Linked DNA regions of Pan troglodytes: region 2 is linked to region 1. Evidence: chromatin contacts called from public capture Hi-C data. All regions are on one chromosome and are shown on one strand. The core of a region is the stretch at or near the end of the contact, and the rest is flanking DNA. Distances in the headings are between cores, read along the strand shown.

Evidence for each region. Capture Hi-C pulls out chosen DNA fragments and counts their contacts.
Region 2: a capture Hi-C map of stem cell-derived neural stem cells shows a contact between it and region 1, with 4 times the contacts expected there. The contact joins two enhancer-like sites. A contact is called at or near these places in 1 of 1 datasets of contacts at active chromatin or transcription factors (stem cell-derived excitatory neurons) and 1 of 1 other capture datasets (stem cell-derived neural stem cells).

The regions. Positions count from the first base shown.
Region 1 is chr13:45,901,686-45,906,200 of NHGRI_mPanTro3-v2.0_pri, reverse strand. The region is part of intron 1 of LOC104005193 (a long non-coding RNA gene); the gene reads left to right. Among named protein-coding and RNA genes, the nearest start is that of GTDC1, 470 kb to the left of the region's middle. Within about 2 kb of position 2,235, at least 1 of the 24 cell types and tissues checked has an H3K27ac peak or open chromatin away from gene starts, as enhancers often do. A contact at or near this core is called in stem cell-derived neural stem cells, where this site is marked.
Region 2 is chr13:46,554,672-46,559,186 of NHGRI_mPanTro3-v2.0_pri, reverse strand. The region is part of intron 2 of ZEB2 (zinc finger E-box binding homeobox 2); the gene reads left to right. Among named protein-coding and RNA genes, the nearest start is that of ZEB2, 6.6 kb to the left of the region's middle. Within about 2 kb of position 2,001, at least 9 of the 24 cell types and tissues checked have an H3K27ac peak or open chromatin away from gene starts, as enhancers often do. A contact at or near this core is called in stem cell-derived neural stem cells, where this site is marked.

The sequences.
Region 1 (4,515 bases), core at 986-3,485:
TCTGGTCAAGGTGAGGCACACCTGGAAATAATAGTGGTTTATCAGTGCGGGTGGGGCCAATCAGAGGATGGAAGATTTGGGGCCAGGATGAAGTCACACAAATGGCCCATGGGTTCTACACAAAGTTTCTGTATTTTCCAATCAAAGGGGTACCTTTCGGTGTTTGAAGAGTAGAAACCATGGTGAGTGGCAGATTGTCCTTGTTATATGTGTATTTGCCTCAGTATCTTCCAGTCAGGAGAATTGAATGACAGAATTAAATAGGCATCCTTTTTAAAATTGTAAAATAATGTATCCCCTTTGAAGAAAATTTGGAAAAACAGAAAAGTAAGAAGTAAAATTAAGAAGAAAAAAAACAATGCTGAACAAAACCACATTATTGATTTGACGTATTTTCTTCTTCCTGCCCCCTCTCCCTTATTTTCTGTGTGTTGGTCTTTACATGCAACACACACACAACAAAGCACAAATACTCCAAGTTATTTTGAATTTTTCTTTTTTCCACTTAACATTATATTATTTATTAATTTTTTTGTAAACCACAAAAAATGGCTATGCTATCTCTCACTGTGTGTGAAAATGTAGCCCTTGGTTACTTAACCATCTCTGTCATTTTGGGTATTTAGAATGATCTGATATTCACTGCTATTAATAACATGATTAATTTCTCCATGTTTTTTCTGAATTTAGGATTTTCTTAAAGGATACATTTCTGGACATTTGATTATTTCATCAAAGGATAGGAATAGTATGATTATATGAGCATTGACTTGATTCTTTGATGAGGTATATTTTCTCTTTACAATTCATATACTCTAATCAAGATCTAAAATCATATAAAAGACATGGTCTGTTAAGACTCTGGTTTAGGTTGTGTGTGGTGGCTCATGCCTATAATCCCAGTACTTTGGGAGGCCAAACTAGGTGGATTTCTTGAGCCCAGGAGTTCGAGACCAGCCTGGGCAACATGGTGAAACCCCATCGCTACAAAAAATACAAAAATTAGCTAGGTGTGGTGGTGCATACCTGTAGTCCCAGCTACTCAGAAGGTTGAGGCTAGAGGATGGATTGAGCCCGGGAGGTTAAAACTGCAGTGAACTGTGATTGTGCCACTGCACTCAGTCTAGGTGATATAATGAGAGCATGTCTCAAAACAAACAAACAAAAAAGACTTGAGCTTCTCTCCAGACTTCTGAACTTGGTGTCACCACGTTGATGAATCTGTATCCTGAAAGCCATTGCAAGTATTGTGGGTTGCAACCATTGGATTATGACCAAATAGACACAGTTTTTTCCTGAGTGATTTCCCACTCAAGAGGTGGGAGGGGCAGAGTAAAACAATTTTAAAGCAATATCCAAGATTAGCAATCAATATTCTTTGCCAATACCTTGAAAATGTAAGGAGATACAGTAACACTTAGGACAGAGAATCTGCCATTTTATTTTCTGTTCCTAAAATATACACTTTTTGGAATGTGCCCTTATAAAGCTTATAATGACTTCTATATAGAAAGTTTGGATCCAATATGAAGACCTTTATGACAAAGAAATTTGATCATAGCAATATTGTTTACCTATTTTTCTGCTTTAGAAGCCCACTTTTTGTAAATAAAATGTTAGTATTTTTATTCATTTTACTGTTTAAGACTGTTTGCTTTTCACTAACCTTTTATTACTGTACAAATATTTTCCTATGTTGTTATGAGTGAATCCTCCTATTAGCTTCAATTCTGTAGTGTCATAATCACACAAAAGGCTGAAGTACTGATTATGCCTCAGATAATGTAGTTGTTAATGATCAACTTAATGTTAAAAGCCATTACTGCTCATTGACATAATTCTGAGAACATTATACTGTAGAAGTGCACCTTTTGTGTGGAAACAGAATGACAAAATTGAAATGTTAAAAGTTGAGTGTCTGAATAATAGCCTGTGAAATCATTTAGACAAGAACATTGTTGCCTCTATTGTTCAAAGACTAGAGAGTGACAGGATGAGACAAAAAAGAAGAAACACCACCACAGCTTCACTTGCAGGTTTGAAGGGAGATGGAAAAGAAAGAGAATCCCTGTTTGTTTCTGTCTTCCTGCAGGGTCTTCTCCTAACAATAGAGCACCCTCCTCTGGCCACTTGCCAAAAGGGGATGCCTGCCTCGGTTTTGATTGGCAGGACTAGAGCCAGGCAGGGGGTTGCTGTAAGTGCGTTGCAAGAATTTTCCAAGTACAATGTTGTCTGAGAGTGACCCGGACCAGTCACCCGTGGCTTCCTCCATGTTCCATGCTCAAGGGCTTTAGGTCATGACATTTGAAAGCTGGAAACAGACTGTGGGAAGGCAGAAGGGTACAGTCACCTTCCCAAACAAGCTGCTAGCTCACTTTAGTACTTTGCCACTGGTGTCTGTCTTCTTTAGTATCATTAGTCAATTTTGATCTGGAGGATGGAGGCAAGCCAATAAAGAGTTGAGAGACAGAAGATGGTGTATATGTGATACGGTGGGGAAGGGACATATGGGAGCCTCCATTCTTGTTTGGTGGAGTCAATGGGATCTAAAACAGAGGTACAGTCTATTGCTGGGTGGGTCATTTAGCACCTTCCATGGTCAAAGACCTAATTCATGACCTTGACTGACCATTTAACAATTTTCATATTTGATCATAACAGCAACAAGTGAACAAGCAGAGATGGACTACAACTAGTTCATCATTGTTACTAGAACTATCCAATCCTTATAATCTGTTTACAGTGAGTGAGTGACAGTTATCTTCATATAATGTTCCATAAACATTCTATTTTCCAGGCATGGTTCTAAAGGCTTCCTATGTACTAACAGAGGAGATTTTGCTCAAGGAAGATTTTGCTAAAATGCATACTGGCATCAGATTGTCAGAGAGGAAGAATAATTGTATACTTACAAGGGATGAAAACATGTTCATAATGTACTTCAGTTTTACAGAAAAAATGGAATTATGCTTGAAAGTATTGTTTAAGAAAGTAGAGATACTTGTTACAGACTTTAAAAAGGTTTCTATGAGATTGAATTATGAGCCTGGGCAACATAAGTGGGACTCCATCCCAACAAAAAATAAACAAATTAGCCAGGCATGGTGGTGCATGTCTGTAGTCCCAGTTTCTTGGGAGGCTGAGGTGGGAGGATCACTCGAACCCAGGGGTTCGATGTTGCAGTAAGCTACGATGGCTCCACTGCACTTCAGCCTGGGTGACAGAGTGAGACCCTGTCTCAAATAAATAAACAAAATATAACAAAACTGAATTATATATAAACATTTTTACTGACATTGAATTTTTCAAAGGGAAATTTAGTTTTTAGAACAGTTGTAGATCTACAAAAATATTGCAAAGGGAGTACAAAAGTTGCCATATCCCCCATACTCAGTTTCACCTATTATTAACATCTTACACTACTATGGCACATTTGTTATAGTTAATGAAACAGTATTAATACATTATTAAAGTCCATAGCTTATTCAGATTTCCCCAGTTTTTTCCTACTGTCTTTTTTTCTGTGGATCTTATTAAAATACTACGATATTTAGTTGTCATGTCTCCTTAAGTTCCTCTTGGCTGTTACAGTTTCTCAGATTTTCCTTGTTTTTGACAATCTTGACAGTTTTAAGAAGTACCGGTTAAGTATTTTGTAGAATGTCCTTCGATGGGGATTTGTTTGATGCTTTTTTTATGAATAGACTGATTTTATCAGGATAATTTTTACTATTACTGAAAAGACTTTTGGACTTCTGGCATATTAGTTCGTGGGGGAACAGCTTATAGTCTGTAATTAATGAAGAAAAAATCATTTATTTAGGGCAGGGGAGTGTTGAAGATTGCACTGATATATGGATAGGTCCCAATGATTTGGCAGGTATGTAAGACAAAAATTTCAGAATTCGTTCTGAAAATATTAATTCCTTTCTTTACACAACAGACATTCACAGAACACCCCTGTTTGCCAGTCACTGCTCTGAGCACAAGGAATACAAATCTGAACTAGTGACAGAAAGATTAGCTTCTCAAACTGCCATGCAAGAAGTGTTTTCCCTTAAAGCTTGAGAAAGAAGGGAATCTGACAACTTCTTTCCAAAACCTATAACAGTGTCTATATTGTTACTCTCTTCAATTAAAACCTACTTCTTAATTTGTCTCCCAGCAGAGATGGAGATTAATAACAAATATTTATTAATATCATTCTATATCCCAAAGCAAAGTTTTCCTTAATAAAAAAATTCAGTGGGTTTTAAAATTCTGGCTCACATGCACTTTTTTTGTGTGTCTTCCCAATTACTCCTTTCAAACATTTATGCAAGTTTACCTGCATTAGATCTTATACTCCTTTTTAAAACTTCTTATTTTGAAATGATTTTAAGTGTACAGAAAAATTGCAAAAATAAAGATAAGAGTTCACTTTTTATTCAGCTTCCTCTAATGTTAACAATGTAACATAATCAAAGTACAATGATTAAAATGAGGAAATTAACATTGATACTTTTTTCTGAATTA
Region 2 (4,515 bases), core at 752-3,251, 650 kb before region 1:
ACGTTATCCTGCCTTTCCCCTTTGTGCTGTCTTTGATCTATTTGCTTGGCTTAGTATTACAGAAAAACAAGTACAATAATATATTCCGAGCTGCTTCCCCAAGATTCAGTTCAGGCTGCTTCTTTTTAAGTCTCTCCCTCTCTCTTTCTCCCTCTCTCTCTCTCTTAATTTAATTTTTTTTTCACTCTGGTGTCTGGCATTATTTAAGGTGGTCCTTACACAGGAGACCTCCCCTTCCCCATCTCTGAGTAATTTAGTAGACACTAAAATTACACCTAATGTCCCCCTCTCCTCTCTTGTGTTTCCTCTGTTCCTTTTATTAAATGTTGGTTATTGATTTTCTAAAATCAATGTCTGTTGTGGGGCTTTTTTCCCCCTCTTACAAGTATCTAAAGCACGTTGCTGATCAACTGGATAACAAAAGCTTTGTGTCAAGGAGGCTTTTTTCCCTCTTCTGTTAAACAGTCATTTTTTTTTTTTTTTTTTTTTGAGAGAAAAAGAGAATGAGATTTAAAACAAGGCTCCCAGAAGTGTTCTTTTGCAGGGAAGACTATTTAAAGTGTGCATTTCTTCTTGCCTTCCTCCTTCCACCTCCTTCGGGATTTTGCCACCGTTGACCAGCCTGGCCCTAGCAGTGAGGTCAGGCCAGAGCCCAGGTCTAAGGAAATAGAGGGATCCTGGCTTCCTGGGAACCCCTAGGAGACCTGGCAGAGAGGGAGGCCCGTTGGGCGCTTCGCAGGTGGAATGGAGTGCCAGAGATGTCCGCAGTCATGGACACTGCAAGTATTTCCCCTCCACCCAGCCACTAACTTGGGAGAAGCCTCCACATTCAGAAGTGGAAAGTTGAATTGCACATTTTAAGGCATTTAGCCCAGATCCTGCACACTTAATATCAAGCCTGTCCATTGCTTACAGCTTCTCTAACTTTGACTGTTACCTGTCTTTTTTTCCAAATAAGCTGTGGGAAAACATGCTGTATACTGGTTACTTGTGTTTTTCACTGGGTTTAATCTGACTGAGCAATGTTCTGGTTTTGAGAAGCAGGTAGAAGAGTACTACCACCCCACCCCTTTTTCATTTTCTTTCTCATCAAACACATATCCAATGCCTTTCCCTTTGGGAATTGCTAGGATTTATCTGAACTGAGTGGATTATTCTTCTTTCCTGGATTCATGGAAAAGATGTCACTTTTGAGCTTGTGTCTTTGCTGATAACACTAAATATGATGATGCTTATCAAAATCATATAGAAATTCCTGGAAAGAAATAATGGCAATAATAATCGTAGAAGTAGAAGCTGGAAGGGAAAAAAAGATGGTCATCCAGGAACCTAGAATGGCACTTTATATAATTTTAATGAAGTCAACAGTGTATATATAGACTAAGGCGACAAGGAGATAAAACGTGTAAAGCAGTGTGTGTGTTTTAAAGGCTGGTCAAGAACGTGAGTTAGAAGACAATGCTATGTACATTTAATAAAAAGCAAAGGAGAAGGAGGCAGTTGAAGAAAAATAAATGTACAAAGAGAGAAACAAGTATCTGAAATACAACCTTCCAGATTCTCAGGCTAGCAAGATGCCTGGCAGAGGCAGTGCCAGGGCCAAGTTAACCCATAGCGGGCAGTCAGTCTCCTTTCCCCCACATGGAAAGGATGAAATCTCTTCCCAGAAAATAAGATGTGCAGGAGGAAAGAGGGAGTGGGGTGAGGGGGAAGGAGGCAAAAAGCGAGTTGCCCGCAGACAAGAATGTGTGTCGGTTTCAAGAAAGTTCAGTCAGATGATCCTCAGTCGCCTGACTCACTTTGTAACACTTTCACTGACGCTGGAGAGGAGGGGGAAAACCCAGCCCCCCTTTTTCTTTCCCCTGATTATACCCCACTATCTCCACACAGCCTTGGAGTCAGAAATGAGCACTCGGAGCGGGAGATGCCCTGCTGCTGCTTGCCACCGGTGCGGCCCGTTTGTAACTTGCAAAGTTTGTTGCTTTTGCCCCTGATTCGGGCAGCGGGTCCTGGGATGCTCCTGCTTCCCTCCTGCCTCCCACGGAGCCCGGGAAGAGGGTCTGCCTCCCCATCCCGCCACCTTCCAGCATCAGCCTCTGAAAAATCTCACAGAGACATGCGCGTTGTAGCAAAAATCAAATCCGGAAACTGCTTGTTTCAGAGAAAGAAATGAAGTTGCCTTTTAAAGAAAAACTGAATTAGGAGGAGAGAAAAGGGAAATAGGAGAAGAAAGGAAAAGTTAAATTTGATTTTTCTCCAGAGTTTCCACTAAAGGGTTGGGGACAGTGTGAAGGAGAAGGGGAGATTTTTACAAATGCCTTTGGTCTCTGAACTTCAGTGGCAAAGAACAGGGATCAAGTTGAATGTTCTCAGGGCTTTGGATCCTAGAGGAGAAACAATCAGAAGAGCAGAAATGATTATCCCCGTTTAAAATAAGCCCTCACTCTTTACCACTTCCTTAAAGGAGTGGAGGTGCTAGTAGTGATGGTTAGAGGCAATGAGGGACGGAGAAGTTGCTCCCGTTTCAGAGATGCTTAAATGAAAAGGAAAGAAAATGCAGTCAACCCCTTCTCCAGGAGGTGCCTCCTAGCTCTCCTCCCTGAGAGGTGAAGTTGGGATGGGGCAACGAGAGTCACACACACTTAGACAAGGAAGTTTCCTTCGGATCACTGTCAGTCCAGACTTGGTTATCTTTGCAAAGTGTGGAAATCTTTGGCAAGTAGCTTTCTTCGTAAAGTTGATGAGCTTCTAGGGAGCCTGTTTTGCTGACTTTCAAAGCACTCGGGCAGGTTGTGTGGCAGGTACCAGTTCTGAGGGCGCTCCAAAGATATCCATCTCCATCCTTTTTTCTCTGTGGAGATCTTCTGCAAGTTTTGTCACGCTGCACACACACAAGGCTGGGGGCTATGTATCTAGGCTGATCTATTTGTTTTATTTTGGTCTGGAAAAACTAAGCCAATTGGGGTAGAAACATGCTTTCCTTCGTAGCAGAGCCAGTAGGCTGCTGGTGTCCATAGAGTGACAGTCCACCAGGACTAAGGGTGGGCTGAGGATTTTAAACTTTACATTGTTTCTCTGTTACCAGATACAAATAAATTCACGTCTTCCACCATTTGTTTTCAAATAGGGTAAAACCAAGATTAAAGTTCCCTGCTCAACTGCTATGTCATAGGTTTCAGTGTTTCCCTTCCTTCTTAATTTGCTTAAAGAAAATTCCAAGAGGTTATTAAAGACCTTGATGCCATATTAAGAATATTTCCTGGGAAAAATGTGTGTCTACCCTGAAGGTAGGAAAGGAGGGCGTTACTAGCCTCTCTAGCAGTGCCGCGTTTATTCTAAGATGTGGGAGATTCTTTTCCTTGCAACAGTTTTTGTCATCTGCATTCTTCCAAGGCTTTTAAGGTGCATTTTCTTCTGTGTGAAAGGAAATTCTTTGTCCTTTTCCTCTCAGCACCGTGGCTTCCCAAGGTAGACACTATTTTGTGCCTGTCACAGAGAGAGGGAGTGCAGGTTTGCAATGCTCACAGACAATTGATTGTCTGCCCTAATGTGTTTCATTTACATGTTTATAACGTCAATGGTGCTGGGGTGTCCACTGTACCATTCATTCCCGCATTCCCACAAGGGGGCAATTGTCTGAATGGCCAAGTCAGACACCTTTTTGATTGCTCTTTGGTTGTCTTTTCAGAGCAAAGAGATAAAGGAGGAAAATCTGTGATGCAGAAACACTAGTTGAAAATATACAGAATTAAATGTCACCACAAAAGCAGATGTTAACATAAGCCCAAATATGCTTTTTAGCCAAGATGTGAAGGTTGAAAAAAATAATTCAGAGCAGAGGGAAGGATGATTTAAACCAATAAATATAGCCCTATTCCCCCTCTTTATTTCTTTTCTGTCTTTAGCAATCAGAAGATGAAATGTAATTTTCCTTTTCATTTTTAAGCCTTGAAACATCCAGGCACCTCCTCATTATTTGTATGTTTGCTGTGATTTGTGAATTTTGTATATATTTACATAGCTCTGTTTATGCCAACAGCATCAGCTTACCACTTGGAAAATCTATTGAATGACTATTTGGGCTGTGGGGAGGGTAAACTTTTAAAAAGTAAGATCCAAGTATTTCTTCATCAAGCAGTTTTTAAAAGGAAAATGATAATAATCAGTAGGCTCCATGGAAGCCTTTGCCTTCATAGCTATGTGCCAAATACTTTTATCTTGGGTGACAGTCATGTCAGAGTGAAAGCTCTCAGGAAAAGTGTAACTAGTAGTTACAAAGTAAATAAAGGATTTCGTTTTAAGGTGTTCTGTAGTGTTTTTATGCTGTGTATGTGCATGTGTGTGTTTTGCCTTGTGTTTCCTCTGAGGAGGTAAGAAGAAAAGCCATCCATGCGTGTATCTTTTGGCTTTTCTCTTCTTTCCGTTCTCTCCTACATATTATGCATATATGTAGCCCACATGAATACACCTGTTTAAAAGAAAATCACAGTTCAGATGGTGCCTTGCTGGTTCATT